4 separate regions of the Zea mays genome follow, and regions 2, 3 and 4 are each linked to region 1. Evidence: chromatin contacts called from public Hi-C data. All regions are on one chromosome and are shown on one strand. Each heading gives the region's core, a stretch centred on a gene start, on an enhancer-like site or on the middle of the called end of the contact. The rest is flanking DNA. Distances are from core to core; before and after follow the strand shown. Region 1 holds the start of LOC100192480. Region 2 holds the start of LOC100272368. Region 3 holds the start of LOC103632922 (aspartyl protease family protein At5g10770). Region 4 holds the start of LOC100217092 (nuclear ribonuclease Z).

Region 1 (3,502 bases), core at 427-2,926:
GCACATGCCTTAATAAAATAACAAAGGAAAAGCTCCTAAAGGCCCTCAGTAATTCATATTATCAAGAAAAGTAAGTCGATATAATCAACTTGGCAACTCATGAGCATGGCTATCAACTATATGAGTGCTTGTGTTAGGTTTCTAGGTAAACACATTAACTCCTGAGTCCTAACAAGTGACCTAACACGTGTCACATGAAGCATACAACTGTTTTAGGAAAAATGCAGAAAATCAGCATTCAATTTCGTTAGAACAACGTTATTATCAGGAAAATTACCAGGAACAGGAAAAAAGTCGTCCCACATGTTTTATGTGCCATTAACTTACTGACCAAATATCTAGTAACTGTAGTGTGAAAGTGAACGTAGACTCAAATGTATTGCCTGACTCTAAAAGTGACTCATCTTACTAGAGGTTCTATTATTAATGTTAGTAGATAGAAAATAGATAGTCTTAGGCCCCGTTTGGTTTGAGGGACTAAAGATTAGTCCCTCCATTTTAGTGTCATTTAGTCCCTAAATTGTCAAACGGTGGGACTAAAACAGAGACTAAATTGTTTTAGTCTCTAGTCTCTTAAGAGGTGACTAAAAGAAATTAAATCATATTAATTTCACCTTTTGCCCCTCCTTTACTTTATTTGCACTAATGACAAGAGAATGCTAAGGGGTATTTTGGTCCTCTTATGGTTTATTTAATTCGTTTTGAATACTTTTAATCCCTACAACCAAACAGGATAGAGACTAAATTTTATTCCCCTAACTAACTTTAGTACTTGACTAAAGAAACTAAACGGGCCATTAGTTATATGACAATCCATCCAAATGTCACATTTCATCTTAAACCCTCACTTGTCATAAAAACTAAATCAGTTTCTAGCAGCAACAAGATAGCTGATCAGGATAACAAGCATGCTTATAATTAAGTGAAAAATGCCAAGGTGCAGGCTCGTTTGCTCTCCTCCAAAAGCACGGACAAATTATAGCTATTGACACGCCATGATAATAGAATCAGAAACATGAAACCATACAGTATGGTGCTTTTTTTTCATCGAACCCAAGGACCCCTTAAAAACACTCTCATATCCTCAGTCCTCTCTCTCAAATAAAAGAAAACTGAAGTCTCTTATGCCAGTTGAACATTTGATTTGGCCGAACGCGTCACGTCGCAGCTCGCATTTGTCATAGCCGGACTCAACATCCCCAAACCCCAACTTATCCGGCACCTTTAGCTTACCATCCCCCGATGACTTGAATTATAGAATCCACAGCTCCGACCGAATTTGCTGATCGGCGTCTCAATATTCTAGCAGACAAAACTACGAGGATCAAGATGGCGGACGGGGTACGCGTACGGACCGATCAGGAGTGAGCCGCTGGCCTCGGGGATGTAGTAGAACTTTCGGCGGCGCAGGATATGCCCGAGCACGAACGAGAGCACGAGCATTGATATCTGAAGCAAGATGCCGACCCCCGCCGCCTGCTCCTCCACTGTCCCCGATCCCGTGACCGAAGCAACATGAGGCGCCGCCGCCAAGGCAAGCCCCGTCGCCATTCCCACACCTTCTAGACCTCCTCCCCGGCCTTCCGACGATTCGTTCGGCCCGGTTGGCGCGATTTTCCCTCGACGCCTCCTCTCCTTCCGTTGCGGACTGGAGACTGGACACGGCCGAACGGAGAGACGAGTGGAGGGGAGACGGGATGATCATGGGTGCGTTCTCTTCTGGTCCAACGGACTTGATTTAGGACTTGGATGTGGGCCTCCACAATCAGCCTGATTGGATGGATGTACATCCATGCGCATGCTCACCATGCTAACTAGTTACTCCCTCCGTCTCAGTATATAAGGCGTAACCACCTCTGGTTCAAAGACCAAGAAATGCATTTAATTGTCTCTAGACCACTGCATCGATATACGTATGTATAGAGAGAGCACGCCTTATATTGTGGGACAAGAATAAAAAGTGGTTACGCCTTATATCTTGGGACGGAGGGAGTACTAGTTAGATACAATAATTTTGAGTTTATAAATGGATGTAGGTTTATAGCATCAAAATATGTTATTTTGTATCGACCCATGCAGGATATGACTCACATGTATAATTTATTAAGTAACCTTAGTTAGGGTTATATGTGTAAATATTTGCTTCGTTCATGAGGGGTCTCACATCTCTATATAAGGAACCTGTACACCATCTCATAATACAGAGATCAGAAAGAGGCCAGAGGCTCAACCCTATATCTTGTTTCATGTGTTTTCTCTGTCGTGCTTATGGAAAGGGAGACGGATTCTCTACAGCTTCTTACGCCTCTACTGCTGGCGAGAAGGAAGGGAGCGGATCTGGTGATCCGTGGTAACGTAGTTCTCAATACGTTATCAGCACGCTCTACCTCGACGTTACTGCGAAGCCGATCTGCACCGACTCTCCATCAAGCCGGTAGGTCCCCGGTCTAGCCGAACTGTCCTACACGACAGACTTTGTTTTCGTTCGCTGAATCAAGAAACATGGTATGAAATTTATAAATTGGATATGAAACTGTATATGAGTTTACTCTCTAACATGGTATGAAATTTATAGATTGGATATGAAGCTGTATATGAGTTTACTCTCTACTACCTCGGCTCCATGTACTAGCACTTGCATGCACCCGCATTAACAAATGGCATATGGATTTGATTGGATAAAACTCATGCAAACAATTTCTACGACAAGTGTTTCTACCCTAGAGTTCTTGAATCATAGAGAGAGAGCTCGTAGGACAAAAGCTGAGTGCTCGTGCTACAGTCCAGATCCAGTTCCCAAGGGATCGTCAACGGGATACAGTTGAGCCATCCGTGTTTCTCGCGAGATTCCTGGGCAAGCCGCATACAGTAACAGCTCGCCGCGAAAAAAAGTACCGGACCACTGTGGCTGCTAGAATGCAAATTTGCATGCATGCATGCACACGGTAATGTGCATAAAAGATGGCGCACATCTCCCTCCACCTGTTGCCATAGCGAAAAAAAGCCATGCATAGCGGCGTCCTTCTCTTTCCGTTGAAGGAGCTGCATGCTCGGATGGGGCAGTGGAACCTGCATAGGCCAGAAGCCACATGCACCAGTGCTCCAGTAGGAGCGGCTGAGAAAAAAATAGAGAAAAATCAGCTAACAAAAGAAAAGCCTCCATTTATTTATTTTATTTATATCATGTTCTAGATTACCAATAAAATAAAGCATGTTTAAAATGGAAAATTGTTTTTTATATCTAATGTGTTATGCTCAAGCAATTTATTTTTTCTGCTCTTATTTTTCATAGTAAATAATTAGCAGAAAATTATTACACTGCATGTGAAGGCTATATTGCACATATTTAAATCGCTCTAAATATTTGGGTTGTGTTGAGCTTTCGTAATCACGCCGAACAATTAAATGATATATTGGGTACTCACACGCATCAATCAGGTCGCGTTGTTAATCGACTGAATTATGGCATTAGCTAAGCATTGGCTGCGCCCTCGCAACACGA
Region 2 (3,278 bases), core at 325-2,824, 160 kb before region 1:
TTCAGTATATATAATATAATGGATACAGCAAAGCAAGCATAAAAATAAATATACATCCCTGCTTTACTCAATTGCACGTTCATTTTAAAACAAAAAAAAATACCAAGTGGCCAACTAGTAATAACACAGTTGTTGAACAAACTTGGATGCTGTGTTAGGTATGCACATGTGCTAATTCGCAGGGACATCTCCATGATAAGAAAGTTGGCTTCTAATTAATATCACAATTTGCAGAAGATCATGTTGAACTGTTTCCCCTAATCAGTAATTCAGTACAAGTACCCAAAAATGATTTCATCCCCAATGTGCATATGATGTATCAAATGTAGACAAGCCATGTAATAAGCCATAAGAAACAATACCCGATGTAAGTGCTCTACCCATGGATGGATTATTTCAGATCAGCTAACTAATGAGATAGTGATGACATTTTTCAATTTTAGCAAATTTTGGGTCAACGTGATGAACCAAAGCAAGTGGTGCTCGCATCCATAAGTCAACTTCACCAAAAGCCTATATTTTTCATAAATTTTACCATCTTAGGACTAGTAGATAACATCAGGCACAACAGTAATCTATATAGTCTATCTAGTATGAAAACAGAAGCATTCCCAGTAACCAGAAGTCCTGAAGTACTATCAGTACCAGTTGTACAGGATAGTTAAAAGATAGCTAGATGAAACACAGGCATACTTGGGTTATGCAATTAGAACAGATTACATCAAGCAATGCAACAGATACCATAATAACGAGCTTTGATTGATCCAGCTTCCTGCATACCTGATCTTCCTTGAGGAAAAGTGTAATCTTAGTACCCCTGCCAAGCTGCTCCCCAGACGTGTCACGAGTAACAGTGAACGACCCGCCCGCCTGGGATTCCCACACGTACTGCTCGTCATCGTTATGCTTGGTGGTCACGACGACCCTCTCGGCGACGAGGTAGGCAGAGTAGAAACCGACACCGAACTGCCCAATCATAGACACATCAGCGCCAGCAGCAAGGGCTTCCATGAACTCCTTGGTCCCGGACCTGGCGATGGTACCGAGGTTGTTGACAAGGTCGGACTTGGTCATGCCGATGCCGCTGTCGATGATGGAGAGCGTGTTCGAAGCCTTGTCTGGTACAATGTGGATGAACAGCTCCGGCTGCGCATCGAGCTTGCTCTTGTCAGTGAGGCTCTCGAACCTGATTTTGTCCAACGCCTGCAGAAGTCGCACAAAAAACAGCACCAAGTAGGAGCGCAAAATCAAGCGTCAGAAACAGTATTAACCGCAGTGTGTAATCACACCATAGCACAAGTTACCGCCCAAACACTAACACACTAAGATGCACCCAGACTTCGACTTAACGGGGCGGACTTACATCGGAAGAGTTGGAAATGAGCTCCCGGAGGAAGATCTCCTTGTTGGAATAGAAGGTGTTGATGATGAGTGAGAGCAGCTGGTTGATCTCAGCCTGAAAGGCGAAGGTCTCCGTCTCTGTCGCCATGGCGCCCTGACTCTTGAGCTCTGAAGCTTGCAGCAGTCGGCTAGGGATGGAGGCGTTGTCGGATCGCGGCTAGGGTTGGAGCCTTGGAGGTTTTCCGAATCGAGAGGGGCAGCGAGGATTGAGGTAGTGGGGTATTTATTTGGCGCCGCGCTTCTAGAAAGTTCGACATAGACCCAGACTCGTTCGCTGGTGCTGGAGTGCCATTTGCGCTTCCGGGAGGTTCGGCATGGGCGGATGGGCCTCGCTGCTGGAGGAGTGGAGGGTATCATTTGCGCTTCCGGAAGGTTCGACATGGGCCTAGAAGCCGGCGAGATCGCGAGACTAGAGAATCAAAGGGGCTATAGGTGATTGCCCGTGCGTTATAACGGGAACATATAATAATATGATAACTTATATATAAAATGTATCTTATATTGTTATAAAAAATGTTTCATAATTCATTTGTAATCCTAGTCATATACAAATTTTATTATTTTAATTTAACTGTTTCACTGCTACATTGCAACTATCAGTATCATACAGACTTCGATATATGTCACGATTTGCATGGTCTCATCATTGAAAAGCACGTGCCACACCTGCCCGTACAAATTCCCTCGTAAATTGTCAGTCATCAGGTACGCACCACCATACACGCTTGCTTAAACAAAAAAACAAGTGTATGTGTTCGCGAAGAGAATTAAAGGCAGGCCGGCACAAAAGCTACCCCGACGATGGCGAGTGGTCATTGTTATCGGTCCTCCTCTGTGTCACCTCTGGCGCCAAGATGACGCCACAGTCCTTGATATAATAGTCGTCGAACGCGCACGACATGGCAAGTAACGATGACTCTTGGCTGGGCTGCCAAACGAAGTGCACCCCGGACTCATCAGCGAGGTAGTACATCTAGCCGTTGCACTACCGGATGTGCTACTCCTCTACATACATCTTATTCGAGGATACTCACACAACGTCAGCAACGACCGTCGTCCCAACACACAAGAATTCATGGCCGATCAGTAGCGACTTACGTGGCATATTGAGCTTCAGGTGAATGATGAGCTGGATGGCGTGACGGCTACGTCATCGGATGCAGTGCCCAGAACAACTCGAGAGTCGCCGACGTTGGTGACGACCATGAGGCCCCCTGTTTGAAGATGGACAGCGTGGTGCAGCCGCTCTGGACCGCGTCCAAGCGGCGTCTGCGCCGGAGCTTGCCGAACACAGCGGCGCATGCAGCCACGTATGACTGTTTCCAAAGGTCGAACTGGCAGTCGCCAAACTTCTTCTCGTCATTGATGAGCGACGCCAACGCTAGCGCCTCCTGCTAGTGGTGTTTGTTCGGGATTTCCAAGTAAAAAACATGGATTCATCTTTGGCGTTGGTTTATGAAAATGACTCACAAGTCTGATCTATGGAAAAAAATATTACGGAGAATAAATGTCACACATATAAAAAAGGAATTTAAGTTGAAAACGTTATTCAAACAAAAGAAATTGCATGCAAGACTCTTATTTAAATACTACTCCCTCTATCCAAAAATATAATTCAGGAATCTCGTTGATAATTATCTACTACTACACATTGTGCAAGGGTAGCAGGTGCGCTTTGGGAGAGATGTAGTAGATATTTTTACTATAATAGATATTGACATAAACACACATGTAGTGTATTGGTAGCTACAAACATATTTGCTTGAAGGGTCACGGGTTCGAATCACATTGGGGTCACATTTTTGTTTTTAATTTAATATTAGCTAGGCGTGAGATGCACGTGGGAATGGGAATGAGCTTCGTGGGATGCACGTGGG
Region 3 (3,130 bases), core at 582-3,081, 200 kb after region 1:
GAGGGCAGGCAGTAGGAGAACCCCGCGCCGTACCTGGCGGCCGCCTGCGAGGCCAGCGACACCCTGTCGCGGCCGAGGCCGAACAGCCCGTCGGCCCTTCCGAACAGACCGGTGTCGTCGTCGCCGCACCCGAAGACGAAGCCCTGGAGCTGGTCGGACGACGGGCCCAGCGTCAGCGTGTCGCGCGCGAGGTTGCCGTCCGTCTGCGACATGTCGCCGTAGACGACCTCGTACCGGCACTTGCCCGACGAGCAGGTCCCCGAGTCGAGGCACTCCTGCGCGCCGCAGGGCACGGCGGAGTAGGTCGTCGACTGCGACGGGTCGAAGAGCGGGTCGTGCTGCTTGTAGCAGTTGTTGCACGGCTTGCACTGCACCCACGAGAGGTCGCTGCCGGTGTCGAACACCACCAACAGGTCCCTCCTGGGCGTCCCGAGGCCAACCGAGACGATGTAATTGGCCGTGCCGAGGCGGAGGCCCCTGTGCGCCGGCAGGGACACGCCCTTGGAGGCGCTGGACTGGCCGGCCGTCCACGGGCCAGCGGTCATGCGGTGGATTGAGTCGACCCTGTCCTGGTCCCTGTCTAGGATCTCCGCGTGAGACGGCTCGCCGCCCCGTGCCAGCAGCGGCGAGCATGGGCCGTGCCGGTGCACCACACTGAGGGCCGACGAGTTTGATGCCGCTGCATGATATACACCGGTTATTGCTGTAGTGTTTGAGTTTGACAAGAGAGAGAGATCACAGCAGCAACCGCGCAATACCAACCGAATCATTCTTTCAGTTAACAACGGACGACGATACAATTCTGTGTTTGCAATTCTTTTGGGAGCACTTCTTAATTTGGTCTTTTTTGGTTGGATGGTCACATCAAAAAGTTCCCTTTGTGCAACTGTCGTGTCGTGTGGTGTGGTGTGTACCGAACAGCAACAGGATTAGTTAGTGCTGCAAGTGTGCAATATAACCAACTTGCTTGTCAAAATGTTGACTTAGGCATAAAGCTAAGCTATCTGGTCCGAGTGTCTAACGATAGGATTTACACATACTTACAGTTTCTTTATCTACGTTATAGCGTGCGTACGTATATGTACTTGGTTGACCAATGTCTAGGAAATACTAGGAATCCCGTGTAGAGACTTCTTCTCCTATTCGGAAGTACATTTATACCTAGCGTGTCCACTTGGATCGAAGAGAAGACGACAAAAAAAAAAGGTACCAAACTCAAGATACTGCCTGGTACAACCGTTGGGAACTCCGGCCAGAACCCAAAAATACACCTTCCACTCTTCTGTTTATATTATATAGTTTGTGTATCTCCATGGTGATCAAAGAATACAGTATAGTTGTCTAGACATATCAGCCGTATCCTGCAATCCACGCATCGTCGCACTGCTAACCTAACCGTGCATCCTTTGGGTTCAAGGGTGATAATGGCAATGCCGACCATAGCACGGTAGCAGTTTCCATAGCACCGAAACCCAAAAAGATCAGCAGTGCAAGGAGGAGAAATAGCAACAGACAGACGAGAAGCCTACCTCTCGCAGGCGTGCAGTCCGCGCTCGGCAGCATGGCGGTGACGCTGACGACGTGCCAGCTCGGCCCGCTGGTGGTCTCGTCCTCCGCCGCCACTGACGCGACAACTGCTAGCGCGAGCACAGCCGCGAGGCAGCAGCCACGGGACAGAGCGCGCCGCGTCACGGACGCCATGGGGGACTGGACTGGGGCTCTCTATTAGCCACCTGCTATCGCTCGCTAATCACTCCGGTCGACTCCGAGATAGACGACGGGACGCTGCTTATATATATAATACTAGCGCTTGACTGCTTGTTGCCCAGCCGCGCGACCTCAAGTGTGTTTCGTGCCGCACCGCATCAAAGTCTACGGCCGTGCGCAAAAATTAGGCCGTGCGCCACACGCACACGCGCGCAAGGACGGGCCCACCCAACCCAACGGCCGCGCGACCTCACCCAGGCAGTCACCGAGCGACGTACGGAGGCGACGGACCAGACGAAAACATGGCAGGGCGGCGGAAGCGGAACCAGTGCCGGGCGGGGTCGTCGTCCGCACTCCGCGCGCACGCGACGCGCCTCTACGGAAGTGAAGGAGTCTGAAAGCGGGCCGGCAGGCGTCGCGGGCGCGCGCGTCAACTATGCACGACGCGTTTTTACCCCGCACGACGCACCTGAAGACGGCGCGTCGTCCCCGGCCCGGCCCGGCCTGATCACTCACTCTTCCTCCCTCCTCGATTCGCTTAGACCGACCGGGACGCGTTCGGTGTAGGGGGGAGAGAAAATGACAGCACTCCGCCTTGGAGCCGTCGAGATCCTATGTATCCCCGTCGACAGCGACGACCGCGGCGGCCGGTGGCGAATGGGTCCGAGTGAGTGCTCGTGCTGCCCACGGATGATGAGGACGTACAGTAGCTTTCATGTCGTCCACGGTCCACCACCTAGTCGGAAAAGGCGTCGTCGAGGCCGGATGCCTCTACCCGCGCCGAGGTGCGCGGTGAGCCACGGCGCATCGCATGAGATGGTGACCGTAATCATGGCGCCGTGACTTCCTTCGACGCGTCGCTGCCACGATCGTGCCGTGCGTGGGTCATCAGTGCAGCGGTTACGTACGTACGCTGATCCAAGCCGGGGTACAGTACAGAGAAGCACTAGTAGGGACTGCCAGAGCCGCGCGAACTAGGGTAGGGAGGGAGTCGCATTCCTTTCATCCTTTGGGAACAGGACGCTGAATCGGACACGCGAGCGCACCAGTGCTCCTCAGCTGCATGACAAGCAGCAGGTAGGGACTCCGTGACCTATGTGACAGCCGTGCGTACCGGTACCGGGATGAAACACGAATGTAACAATAGGATTATGGTCAGCGGCGGCGCGGGGGTGTTTAGAACTCGAAAGCTTTGTTCGACGCGACGCGTACCTTCAGACATGGATGCGCTGATATGCGTGCACGAGCACGACAGCGCGAGGAAAAAGGCAGCGCCTGCTCGTGGTTGCCGTGGCATGAGCTAGCTGGCCCAATCAGGCTTGCGGTTGCCCAAAACAAATCGAGCTAGAAAAGCAGCTCTACCTCTACGTCGTCTTGTACCTAACCGGCAAAAGCGCGCCTACTACGCGACTAGCACTGGATG
Region 4 (3,552 bases), core at 9-2,508, 210 kb before region 1:
AGGGACCCATCATTACCCTACCCCTAGCTAGCCGCCTCAGGCTACGAAGGAACAAGACCAGTGTCCCATCTAAGTTACTCCGGTAACAGGTAATGATGGTTCCCCGTGTGCGCCCATGACGTCGGGTGCTCTCAAACCCCCTACAGAAGCAAGGAAACGTCAGCAAGATCCATGCCGCACCGCCAGCTATGCTTCTACAGGGCACAAGGCACTTCTCCGACGGCCACGTTGGTACATCTACAGGGCTCAAGGCACTTCTCCGACGGCCACGTTATTACCTGTACAGGGCTCAAGGCACTTCCCTGCCAGCCACGTTAGCACATAGCTACACCCCCATTGTACAGCTGGGCATCTCCTTGTATCTATAAAAAGGGATGTCCAGGGCCCCATGGAAAGGGAGGAGCGGGAGGGGGAGAGACGAACGCGCGACGTACGAACACACGGACGCGCGATGCAGACGAGCGGAGGCAGGCAGAGTAGGAGAGACGCGGTAGAGGCAGCCTCAGACAGCTCGCCTCAAGGTCGAACCCTCTCTTTTTCTCTCTCTCGTTCTCGCTCTCCCGTAACGCTTGTAACCCCTACTACGAGCACCCCGGTGCAAGATAACATAAGCATTATTTCCCTCTTATGTTCCATCTTGCATCAAACCATCTGGGCAGGGACACGCAGCAACAAATTCACTAGTCGGTCCGGTTGAGGGTCCCCCGGGTCCGAAACACCGACAGGTTGAGGTTCGTGTTCAGTACACCTTTATCTTTCATCAATGCGCTTGTGTCACCCTCCATCATGTATGAGTATGTACTAGACGTGTTGTCTTATCCTTTCTGATACGTGGGTTGTTATTATTGAGACTCTGTTGTCATGCCCCCTTGGCACTATAAGCATGGCGTAAATATAGGTCTTGTTGGAGACGGTGTACGACTACCTACACCAACTTACTTAATCTCGTCATATATTTAAACTAAGGAACAATTGGATCTATACCATTAAAAGATCCAAACTTTAGATATATACCATGGACTCCACATGTCATTGACTCATGTGGACCCATTTGTAAGTGAGATAGTAATGGTATGGATCCAAAGTGGTGATCTTTTAATGGTATGGATCCAAATTTCCCTTAAACTAACGGTGTAACGATATGCACTCAACTACAGCGAGGCTAGCAGATATTGCAACAATACAGGGGCGGCGATGCAAATACAACTCGTTATCCTCCAGCATGCTCTGGAGCTCACCGTCTCACCGAGTCCAAAACCCAGAACCCCGCGGTCCCGACTCTCGCCATCGGCGACTCGCCACCGTTCATCCCGCCTCCCGAATTCGCAGCTTGTAAATGGTTACCGCCTCTCTCTTCTCCCTCCCATCGCTCCGTGTCCTCTCCCGCACCTCTGCCCATGGCCCCCGGTTCCAGATCCTCGCCGCTAGGAAGCCAGTGGAGTCCTCCACCGCCACCAGCGGCAGCCGCAGAGGCGGAAGCAAGGGGGCTGGGCTTCTGTCGGTGTTGGACCGCGCGATGGCGGACGAGGAGGAGTACCGGCGCGCGCGCGCCCAGGTGCAGCGCAAGGGCGTGGAGGTGGAAGGGTACGCCATCGAAGGGATCTCGGTGGGCGGGCACGAGACCTGCATCACCGTGCCGTCGCTGAACGTGGCGTTCGACATCGGCCGCGGGCCGCAGTTCGCCGTCAGCCAGGACTATCTCTTTATCACCCACGCCCACCTCGACCACATCGTGAGCGCCACGGGCCCTGTTTTCATATTTGCAGGCTCTATTTCTGCTTTTGCTTTGTTTGCTTATACACCTCTAACACCTAAGGTTTACATGCGCCATTGCTAAGTCCAGCTCTTACAAAACTACTATAAAACTATTAATGACGCACTGATGATTACCACAATACCACATCAATTTCTGCTGTGCTGATCGTGCAGGGTGGTCTTCCAATGTACATAGCTACCCGTGGCCTCTACAACTTGAAGCCTCCTACTGTGTTTGTACCACCCTGCATCAGGGATGATGTCGAGGATCTGCTTCAAGTCCATCGTAGAACGAGTCAAATTGAGCTAAAAGTTGAATTAGTTGCACTAGATTTGGGTATGGATATTGCTTCATTACTGATTTGTATTTTTTGCTGCTTGTTTGTTTCCTTATAATGCAACGACTTCTTTCAGGAGAGACATATGAAATACGTAATGATCTTGTTGCCAGGCCATTTCAAACGTACCACACTATACCCAGCCAGGTACTTCTTCTTAGAGCTAGCAGACATTTATTTTTTGTTATTTGTCACGATTTAATGCCTATTGATATTATCCATCCCATGAACGGTGTAAAGGGTTATGTCATCTACTCTATTCGAAGAAAGTTGAAAAAACAGTATGCTCATTTGAAGGGTAGTCAAATAATGAAACTGAAGCAATCAGGAACCGAGGTGAGCTGTGAGGTGCTTTGAAACTGGACCCTATTGCTTAGGAATATCTCCCACATGGTATTCACAACATGTTTTAATATTAGATTACGGATACCATACTGTACCCAGAAGTTGCCTTCACAGGAGATACAAAGTCTGATTTTATTCTTGACCCAAGAAATGCAGATGCCTTGAGAGCAAAGGTTCTCATAACTGAGGTATTGTGTCTTTACACATCCAGTATTTGTTCTTACATACTGTAAATGAAGAAATAATTGCACTAGCCTGTTCATCAGATGTACTTCAAATATGAAACATGAAGAACAATTTGAAGTTCTTCGCGTTTTTTTATTATTGGTACCAACATAGTTTTGCACTCTTCAGGCAACGTTCCTAGATGACCATGTTGATGTTGAGCATGCTAGGGAACATGGCCACATGCATCTTTCTGAGGTGACAATTTATGTGCCATTACTCCCTCAACCTGCCGATGAGGCTTTTGGAACTCCTGATGAATATAAGAAATTATTACTGTTTTAGTTGCTAACTGACACCCACTATGTCGTGTATAGATAATGGAGCATTTCCAGTGGTTCAGGAACGAAACAATCGTACTCACTCATTTCTCAAATCGATATAGTCTTGAGGTATGTAGCCAACCCATGAAATTTGTCAATGGTCACTAATCTGACCCAAACCATTGTCAATTGCACCACTAATCTGACCCAAATTATGATTTTGTAGGATATTCGCCAGGCTGTTTCCAGGCTACAACCTAAGCTAAATTCAAAGGTTGTTGCTCTAACAGAAGGCTTCAAATCTGATTATAGATAAGTGTATATAAGTAGAACAGCTTGTGTTTCTCTTTCTAGCCCTGATTTACTGAATGTATGTTAACATCAGGAACCGATTAATTTGTTAAAGAAAAAAAGGTGCCTACTTAAGTACTTATAGATATGTCTGTTGTGTGCTCAACTGTAATTCCATTATTATTTATCTATTTATTTCCTGTCCGAAGTTCAGAACTTTGTACAGCTAATTGAACATTTTGACAAGAAAGGTACTTGCACAAGTTGGAGATCTGTAAAACATAAAATTTTCTCAGACATTCTCCAGTTTCCAAAACAAGGTGGAAGAACCGTGT

Evidence for each region. A called contact is a pair of places that touch in the nucleus more often than the background predicts.
Region 2: a contact with region 1 is called in a Hi-C map of ear, with 2.0 times the contacts expected there. The contact joins the promoter of LOC100272368 here to the promoter of LOC100192480 in region 1. A contact is called at or near these places in 3 of 25 Hi-C or Micro-C datasets (ear, leaf and tassel).
Region 3: a Hi-C map of ear shows a contact between it and region 1, with 4 times the contacts expected there. The contact joins the promoter of LOC103632922 here to the promoter of LOC100192480 in region 1. A contact is called at or near these places in 12 of 25 Hi-C or Micro-C datasets (bundle sheath, ear, endosperm and 5 more) and 1 of 3 datasets of contacts at active chromatin or transcription factors (leaf).
Region 4: a contact with region 1 is called in a Hi-C map of ear, with 5 times the contacts expected there. The contact joins the promoter of LOC100217092 here to the promoter of LOC100192480 in region 1. A contact is called at or near these places in 2 of 25 Hi-C or Micro-C datasets (both in ear).

Annotation. Positions count from the first base shown.
Region 1 is chr7:136,988,590-136,992,091 of Zm-B73-REFERENCE-NAM-5.0, reverse strand. LOC100192480 reads right to left here and starts at 1,676. Exons shown (of 21, transcript NM_001137700.2): 1 at 1,356-1,676.
Region 2 is chr7:137,152,562-137,155,839 of Zm-B73-REFERENCE-NAM-5.0, reverse strand. It overlaps LOC100272368, which reads right to left and starts at 1,574. Exons shown (of 3, transcript NM_001310034.1): 1 at 1,364-1,574; 2 at 781-1,203. The coding sequence starts at 1,489.
Region 3 is chr7:136,784,212-136,787,341 of Zm-B73-REFERENCE-NAM-5.0, reverse strand. It overlaps LOC103632922 (aspartyl protease family protein At5g10770), which reads right to left and starts at 1,831. Exons shown (of 2, transcript XM_008654634.4): 1 at 1,530-1,831; 2 at 1-679. The coding sequence starts at 1,701.
Region 4 is chr7:137,202,871-137,206,422 of Zm-B73-REFERENCE-NAM-5.0, reverse strand. It overlaps LOC100217092 (nuclear ribonuclease Z), which reads left to right and starts at 1,258. Exons shown (of 10, transcript NM_001143461.1): 1 at 1,258-1,732; 2 at 1,930-2,092; 3 at 2,170-2,240; 4 at 2,334-2,429; 5 at 2,513-2,626; 6 at 2,793-2,861; 7 at 2,981-3,055; 8 at 3,153-3,200; 9 at 3,514-3,552. The coding sequence starts at 1,337.